3 separate regions of the Macaca mulatta genome follow, and regions 1 and 2 are each linked to region 3. A link is a contact called in public Hi-C data. All regions are on one chromosome and are shown on one strand. Each heading gives the region's core, a stretch centred on a gene start, on an enhancer-like site or on the middle of the called end of the contact. The rest is flanking DNA. Distances are from core to core; before and after follow the strand shown.

Region 1 (2,700 bases), core at 41-2,540, 360 kb before region 3:
ATTGGTTCTTTTTGTTTTCAATTTATGGCCGAATTTGGTTTTGCTGTTTTGGATTGTCTCAACTCCCTGCTAATGACACCATACAGTCAGATCATGCACTAACTTGTTTACTTCAGCAGCAACCTAACTTGATTTTGTTACCAGGATACAGAGCATTATGCATTTCCAACTAGTTTTTAAAGTGTAGATGGTTTTCAAATGATTGTTTTAAAAATTTTTGTTTTTGTTTTTAGGTTCTAGTTATACAAAGGATAGGAAGTGTACAAGAACATTAGGCAGAGGATAAGGAGACGAACTTTGGCACAGAAGAGAGAGCAATATTTAATATTTGGGCCTGCTGTTGCTATGATGAAAAACATTTATGAGGTCATATAACTAGGGAGCATTTCTGAATTAAGACTGGTATGAAAATGGAATTTAAAGTATCAAATGAAGGCTCCCATAGCCAAAATAATATATGTTTTGGTTTTGACCCCCACGTATTTGTGAAAATGGTCATGCTAAAACAACAATAAACCACGTACCTGCAGAACCTCAGACTTGTTTGATGTTGAAGTCATGCAGTAATTGCATGATTTTTTACTTTGGTTGAACATTGAGAAAGACGGAAAAAATCTGGGATGCACACGACTTTAAGACACAGATAACACTCCTTACGTTTGTCAAGATGGAAGCTTACTACTGCCCTTTGCTCTCCTTCAGGTCTTTTCACTTAACATTTTCTACAGTTATACTTAAGTATTTCAGACAAGAATAAGCAAAAATCACGCCTGGGGCTCTTCTTTGAGGGTATTTTGGCTGGACTGTCACCCACGTTAGGAATGGAAAGTGCAGCACAAGCCGTACATTTTACATTTTCAGCAACCACATCCGATCACTAGCTTTTGAAGTACGACACAGCTGTCCTCATTTTACAAATAAAGAAACCGAGGTCCTGCCGGGGTGACTGCCCCGGACGCAGCTGGTGGGGGGCTGCGCCGAGGTCCAGACGCCAGGCTTCAGGTACACGTACCAGGAATGACGTCACAGGCGGTGCCAGGCGGGGATCCACGAGCTCCGGATGCGTGCTTGGCCGGAAGCGACGCCTCGCAAAGCCCCGCCCCGCCCCGCGCGAGCCGGTAGTTGCGCCTCCCAGACTGCAGTCGGCCAGGTCTCGGGGTGCGAGGCCGGGCAGGCTAGGCGAGGCGCGGGCCGGCCACGCCCCTCAGGCCGGCCCCACCCCTCAAGGCCCGCTAGTACCTTTCCCAGAGACTTGGCTGGGCGCGGCGCGAGGCGGGCGCTGCGGTGAGTCCCAGTTCCCGACAGCCGGGCTCGGCCAGCGACTGGGCGGGGAGGCCGAGGATGGAAGTGGGCTTATCGGCCATTACCCTCTTTCTCGCCAGCGCCAGCAGCCCTGTGGTGGCAACGACGATGGACCAGGAGCCAGTGGGCCGTGTGGAACGAGAAGCCGTCGCACCTTCGGGAGTTGCGGCCGCCGCGGCTTTTGGGGAATCTGCGGGGCAGGTAGGTGGGGCCGCCGACGCTGGCGTCCAGGGAGCCGAGCTGCCTCCTTGCCTTCTCCGCGGGCCGCTCTTTTGGCCTGCCCGGCCGTCCTCCGAGCAGGCCGCCCCCGTTTTGGAGTTCCTCCTCCCTGCACCCCTGTTTCTGCTCAGTGAGACCAGCTTGTGGGAAGGAGCGGCCTCCCACTCACTCACCAACCACTTGGCTGGCAGCACAGCAGACTCTGGGGCGGCCTTGGGTTCCGGGGGTGATAGTCCAGCTTCTGGTCTACCTGAGGAAGAAGGAAGGCGTGTCCCCCAAAGGCCGTCCTTGCAGTAGCTGGAAGCCAGGTGAGGGCGGCTTCAACCACTTCTCAGTCTCTTCTAGTGCGAGCGCCTGCCTTGGCATCTGCCCTTTGCTTGGCATATGCCAAACGTTTACCGGCCTTAATTCACTGAATTCTTACAGTAACCGCTCGAGGTGGGTGTTATCCCCATTTCACCCCCGAGGCAACTGAGGCTCCGTGCTGCGCTGTCCAACAGAAATAGAATGCAAGCTGCGTTGAAAATTGTGATTTCAAATTTTCCAGTAGCCACGTTTTAAAAAAAGTGAAACCGATGATAATAATTTTAATAGCATATCTTAATCTAATTTATCAAAAATTTCAAGCTATAATTACTATGAAAGTTATTTATTTATTTATTTATTTTTTGAGACGGAGTCTCACACTCTCCCGGGCTGAAGTGCAGTGGCGCGATCTCGGCTCATTGCAAGCTCAGCCTCCCAGGTTTACGCCATTCTTCTGCCTCAGCCTCCGGAGCAGCTGGGACTACAGGCGCCCGCCACCTCGCCCGGCTAACTTTTTTGTATTTTTAGTAGAGACGTGGTTTCACCGTGTTAGCCAGGATGGTCTCGATCTCCTGACCTTGTGATCCGCCCGCCTCGGACTCCCAAAGTGCTGGGATTACAGGCGTGAGCCACGGCGCCTGGCCCCTATGAAAGTTACTAATGGGCCGCGCGCGGTGGCTCAAGCCTGTAATCCCAGCACTTTGGGAGGCCGAGATGGGTGGATCACGAGGTCAGGAGATCGAGACCATCCTGGCTAACACGGTGAAACCCCGTCTCTACTAAAAAATACAAAACACTAGCCAGGAGAGGTGGCGGGTGCCTGTAGTCCCAGCTACTCGGGAGGCTGAGGCAGGAGAATGGCGTAAACCCGGG
Region 2 (2,700 bases), core at 101-2,600, 280 kb before region 3:
GAGATGAGAAGAATGGACTGTAAAAGAGTGTTGCCTGGGCGCTCACGTCTGTAATAGCAACACTTTGGAAGGTGGAGGTAGGAAGACTGCCTGAGGCCAGGAATTCGAGACCAGCCCTATTAAAATAGCAAGACCTCACCGCTACTAAAAATAAAAAATTAGCGGATGTGGTGGCGTGTGCCTGTACTTCCAGCTGCTTAGGAGGCTGAGGTGGGAGGATCCTTTGAGCCCAGGAAATCGAGGTTGCAGCGAGACGTCACTGTGCTGCTGCACTCCAGCCTGGGCAACAGAGGGAGAGCCTGAATTAAAAAAAAAAAAAAAATAGTGTATCTAGGGAAACACAGATTGGCAGTTTGGAAGATGAAAATTGAATGTAGGAGAATGAACGTCCAGGAAAACACGGTAGACATGACCGAAACATCTACTTTAGCTTAGTGGACATGTACTAAAAGTGAGATAACTCGGCGGGGCGCGGCAGCTCACGACTGTAATTCCAGCACTTTGGGAGGCCGAGGTGGGTGGATCACGAGGTCAGGAGTTTGAAACCAGCCTGACCAATATGGTGAAACCCCGTCTCTACTAGAAATTAACCCGCCGTGGAGGCGCGCGCTTGTAGTTCCAGCTACTCGAGGCTGAGGAAGAAGAATCGCTTGAACCCGGGAGGCGGAGGCTGCAGTGAGCTGAGATGCTGCCACCGCATTCCAGCCAGCCTGGGCGACAGAGCAAGAGACTCCGTCTCAAAAAAAAAAAAAAAAAAAAAAGTGAGACAAGGTTCTGTTTTTCTCCAGCCACTTTCAACAGCCCTTAGTGCGGGTGTGGAATAGGAAAGCTAGATTTAACGAGGTTAGTTAATAAGCAATGTGAAGGAGAAAAATAAAAGGAAAAATGGATTATGAAATATAAAATGGATTAGGAGGGAAGCAAAAAGCGTGACAGTAAAAAGGCGGTAGGACAATTACAGGTCCTGGTGGGGTTGAGGCGTTGTTGGATCCGGGGTTCTAAGTTATTCTTCACAAGTTTAGATTAAGACCATGGAAGTCAGTGACTAAGGCTAAGTTTTTCGTTCCCCCAGACTCCGTCCCAGGAAAGTTTGGGTCAACCCTATCGGGATCCCTAAAGCACATTCCACTCCGCCTCCTTTGTCGCGAGGTTTCACAGAAGCGGAAAGTGCGGCTCCCCCTTGCTCCTCCTCCCCATCTCCCTCCTACCTCTAGGAGTTTAGGGCCGGGCCATCCCAACGGACGGCCCCTCCCAAAACTCACTGTTTGGACGGGTGTTGGGCGTCGCTAAGCGCCGACGAAGAACTTCTTTCCAGTCCATGGCCGACTCTCGCGCAGCAGCTTCTGCATTTGCTGTTTCCTACCTGCTCCACCCCTACCAACTCAGGCGTCAGCACCGCCAGGCCCCGTAAAGGTTAGGAAGGCCGCTCAACCACCATCTTGAACAAGGGCGGAAGTCTTGGCTAAAGAGGCAAAAACAATTACTGTCACTCCCGCGGAGAATACCGCTACCACGCTGACTGGGGCAAAGCTATGAAAGAGATGGAAAATGGTTCCCCTTCAGGAGGCGTCCCAAACTCACCAAGCCCGATTTTAAAAGGCAGGATAAGCCCGCGTTTTCCTTTATCGTGCGCCTTTGGCGCGTGCGCACCACGTGACTCAGAAGTTAATTGATTCCGGCTTGAGGGAAGCGCTTTCTTTCACAATTTCTTTTCATTGTTCATTGCGGATATCTGTAAGTCCTCCAGGTCCCCTGAATGTAGTAGACGCTTCCGCAGCCGTCTCTTACCCCTTTTGCCACAAAATGCTTCAAAATTGCCTTTTTTCCTCGCCGCCAGCCCAGGCGGAACGCCTAAGTCCGGGTCAGTCTCGTCAGTCGGCCGGGGCTGGCGCGGTGCATAGTGGGCACTGTAGTTCCCGCCGCGTTTATGGCCGCGTTAAGCCTGAGTGCCGCGTTGAGTTGTTGAATGAAGTGAACTTCGTTTGTCAGCGATAGGTACGCAGTCTAGGCAGCGCCCTTCCTGGATCTCTCTTCCTTTCCCGAGTCGTTGGCGCACCTGACTCGCCACCTCCTCCCTCCGCATCCCTCCATCGGAGGAGCTTTGCGGTCTTTGGAGAGTTATGCAGGGTGAGGGCCCCTAGACTTTGGCTTTCGCCGCTGTTGCTGGTGGGCTGGAGTTGGAGGCTCCTGGATACGGTTTTGGCTTTATACGCCCTTTCCAGCAAGCTTCCCGTGGGAATCTGTTCCTTTTCAGGACAACTGTGATCCACGTGAGTAAAACTGGGCGTTCCTTCTTGTGCTTTTTCCTCAGGTTCATGAACTGGAATGTAAGAGGCACCAGAGGATTCCTGCTCTGTCCCCTGGTTTGCGGCTTGCGACGTTGGACATCCCCGGATTGTTGTTTAATAGAGAAAACTCACCTGCCTTCTTGCTATTAAGTAACCCCAAAAGCAGAACTTTGATTTGTCTGTAAGGAAGAAACACAAATCTTCTTTTAAAAAGCTGCACTTCGACTCTCCACTGCCGACCACCAATCCCTTTAATTTTGCTATAGAAGAGGGTTTTTTTCCAACATCTCTCTCACTATCTGGTGCTGATCTCACTGCATAATGACTTTCTATTTGTTTGGTATTCGAAGCTTTCCTAAGCTTTGGAAGAGCAACCCATACCTTGGGCTAGGCCCAGGGCACTCTTATGTCT
Region 3 (2,700 bases), core at 92-2,591:
GAGAAAGTAAGCCAGGGACCAAACCCACACCCTGAGTTCCCCTGAACCCGTGTCTCCTGGTTGGGTGCTGCTCCTCCTGGACAGGCGGGTGGGGAGGACTGGCAAATAGCAGAGACTCCAGGTGGGTCACAAAGACCTCACCAAATCAGTGGAATTTCCTTCACTCTCTAGGATGTGGGCTGACGTGAAGTAAAAGGTGAGGGTGAATAATGCCCAGTGGCCCTGAATTCAGAAAGGATCTGGGGTGACTTTGCTACATCAGTTCCATCCCAGAGTTAGAGAGCCCGGGCCAGGCAAGCGGCGCACCTGCTGCAGGTTGTTCTGGAAGTTGAGGAAGGCCAGGTCTCCCTTCACCTGGCGGATCACTTCCATGGTCAGTGCCTTTTCTTCATGGATGATGGCCAAGTGCAGAAACCTGTGGGGAAGAGAGGGAAAAACCCCAGGGGTGGTGAGTGCACCGCGTGGGGCCCAGGGAGGCGCGGGCTGCGGGGGATTGCGCAAGGCCGGGGTTTCTGGAGGCCGAGGCCGCGGTGTTTTCCGCGAGGTTATTATGAGCTGAGTGTTCCTGGCAGGCGCCCAGGGACTTTCCGCCCCCCTCCCCCCGCGGCCCCGGCGGGCGCCGGCCAGACCGCCCCGCCCTCCCGCCAGCTCGGAACGCCCTGTACTTCCCCTCCCGGCTGCTCGGCGCCCGCCAGCGGCCAGAAACGCCTTATGCAACCGGGGACTTCGCGTCCCAGCTGCCGCCCCGCCCCCGGCCTAGAGGACAGGCCTGGGGGGAGGGGGCGTGTGGCGACGCTGCCGTCCACCAGGGCCCAGCCGCCGCCCCTCCGAGTCGGGCCGGTGCCCCGCGCGGCCCTGCAGCCCTGCAGCGTTCGGGGCGGTGCAGGAGCCCCGGGGCGCCGCGGCGCCAGCCCGGCTGCATCGCTAGTTCCCCAGGTCGGGCTCCAGGCCCGGCGTCTCCCACTCCCCGGCCGCGCGCATCCGGCCCTCCCGAGGACCCCCGGCTCCGGGTCTGCGCCACTTACGAGTCCCCGTCCTCGGTGAGCTGCTGCTTCCAGGGCTCCGCGCCGCGCGGCACCTCCTGCGGCTCGAGGCGGATCTCCTGCAGCTCCTTGACCATCTGCTCGTACTCCTCATCCTTCATGGAGTCCAGGCCGCTGTCGTGGCGGTCGTCCAGCAGTCGTTCCTTCTTCAGCCCGTCGCGGGGACCCTCCATGGCCCACTCCTGGGGGCGCTCGGCCGCCTGGAACATGGCGCGGGCGAGCTGCGGGCGCTGCTGCGGGTGCGCTGGGCCGCGGGCTGCGCGCTGCTTCCTCGCTAGGGCGCTGGCGGGCGGGACGGCGGCACGGGCTGGTGTGGGCTCTGCAGCGCCGCCGCGGCGCCCTATAAACGCTGGCTGGGGATTTCTCTGGGGCGGGGTCAGGCGCGGGGAATTTCCAAGCCAGTCAGACCAGAAAAGAGAACTGGCTTCGTCCTTTGCTAGGGGGAAAAAGAAGCCTAAACCCTGAGCTGGGGTTCGTCGGAGAAACTCCCTGCGATGAGCCACTGGGGTCACGGACAGGGAACTTTTTGATGAGTGCCAAGTGGCTGGAAAGTCCTTCCGACCAGGCCCCCTTCCCCGCGGTACTTCCCTGCAGCCTGCACCCTGTAATCCTGTCTCTCTGCAAGTGAACCTTCTTTCCCTGGGGTTTCCCACGATCGATTTGAATTGGGGTCGTCGGCTGCTGAGATCCCAAGGACGCCGACATGATGGGCGGTCCCTCTTTGGGGTTTGCCAACCTGCCGGTCCTTTCCGTTTTTTGATCTTTTGAAAACGCAAGAGTGGAAATGATGGCTGGGCGTAGGGATTTTCTTTCCCCAGACTTCTAAGGGGAAGGACGCACTGTGGTTATGGGGCTGCAGGCCGCTCTTGTGTTTCTGCTAATATCAGGCTCATTGCAGAACGGGGACGTTTAGCTTCGCGCCCTTCCTCCCCTACCCCCCACGCACCTCTGCCAGGTAGAACTGTGAAAGCTTTGGAGGAGTGGAAAGCCTAAATCTTTGGAAAACTCTCAAATCACTTCCAATCACTTCCTAGGGATGAACAGCCTTGTTGAGTGGGGGAGGGGCAAACTCTCCCTGTATGGGGAAACTGCTGAATAGGACCATGATTTTTTTTTTTCCCCCCAAGTAAAGCAAGGTGTTAATCTTTGTAGTGGTGGTTGTGGATACCTTGCAATAACAGAGTAGCTATTGTGTTCATAAGTAGCTGTTGCATTCATGCTATCTGACCTACATTGTGCTGCCGCAGAGAATGGATCCTGAGCCTACTTCTGGGCATCTAAACTGAGCAATTCGAGGAGCACTTAGAGAAGGAGGCTGAAGAATGAGTTTAGTTAGTGCCTTAACCGCGATTGGACCTTAAGGACCGCTAAGAAAGTAGTTGCCAGTCATCCTGCAGGAGGCTCAAGGCAGCCCCATCCTCCCATCCTGCCCCCCCCCCGCCTTGCTCCCTCGTCCTGGGGGATAGTAGCAGTTGGACCCATTCATGCCACCCAGGTAGAAAGGGGTTTTGGCTCACTATGCTCTGGTTTCACCTGCAGAAATGTAATTTATGCTCTCCATCCCACCTCCACCTCCAAGCCTGCAAGCCATGGACTGAATTCATCTACTTGGTAGAATTGGTACAGGCAAAATAAAGCACACTTCGGTCAGAGCTCT

Evidence for each region. Hi-C and Micro-C count contacts between places; a contact is called where the count stands out from the background.
Region 1: a contact with region 3 is called in a Hi-C map of CD4 T cells, with 4 times the contacts expected there. The contact joins the promoter of FAM177A1 here to the promoter of NFKBIA in region 3. A contact is called at or near these places in 2 of 14 Hi-C or Micro-C datasets (CD4 T cells and liver).
Region 2: a Hi-C map of fetal cortex germinal zone shows a contact between it and region 3, with 2.8 times the contacts expected there. The contact joins the promoter of PPP2R3C here to the promoter of NFKBIA in region 3. A contact is called at or near these places in 5 of 14 Hi-C or Micro-C datasets (blood, cortical neurons, fetal cortex germinal zone and 2 more).

What each region holds. Positions count from the first base shown.
Region 1 is chr7:108,163,118-108,165,817 of T2T-MMU8v2.0, forward strand. FAM177A1 (family with sequence similarity 177 member A1) reads left to right here and starts at 1,291. Exons shown (of 5, transcript NM_001266493.1): 1 at 1,291-1,503. The coding sequence starts at 1,342.
Region 2 is chr7:108,241,027-108,243,726 of T2T-MMU8v2.0, forward strand. PPP2R3C (protein phosphatase 2 regulatory subunit B''gamma) reads right to left here and starts at 1,351. Exons shown (of 14, transcript XM_077940897.1): 1 at 1,263-1,351. PRORP (protein only RNase P catalytic subunit) reads left to right here and starts at 1,602. Exons shown (of 9, transcript XR_013396186.1): 1 at 1,602-1,734; 2 at 2,312-2,700.
Region 3 is chr7:108,522,047-108,524,746 of T2T-MMU8v2.0, forward strand. NFKBIA (NFKB inhibitor alpha) reads right to left here and starts at 1,342. Exons shown (of 6, transcript NM_001257750.1): 1 at 1,026-1,342; 2 at 307-415. The coding sequence starts at 1,252.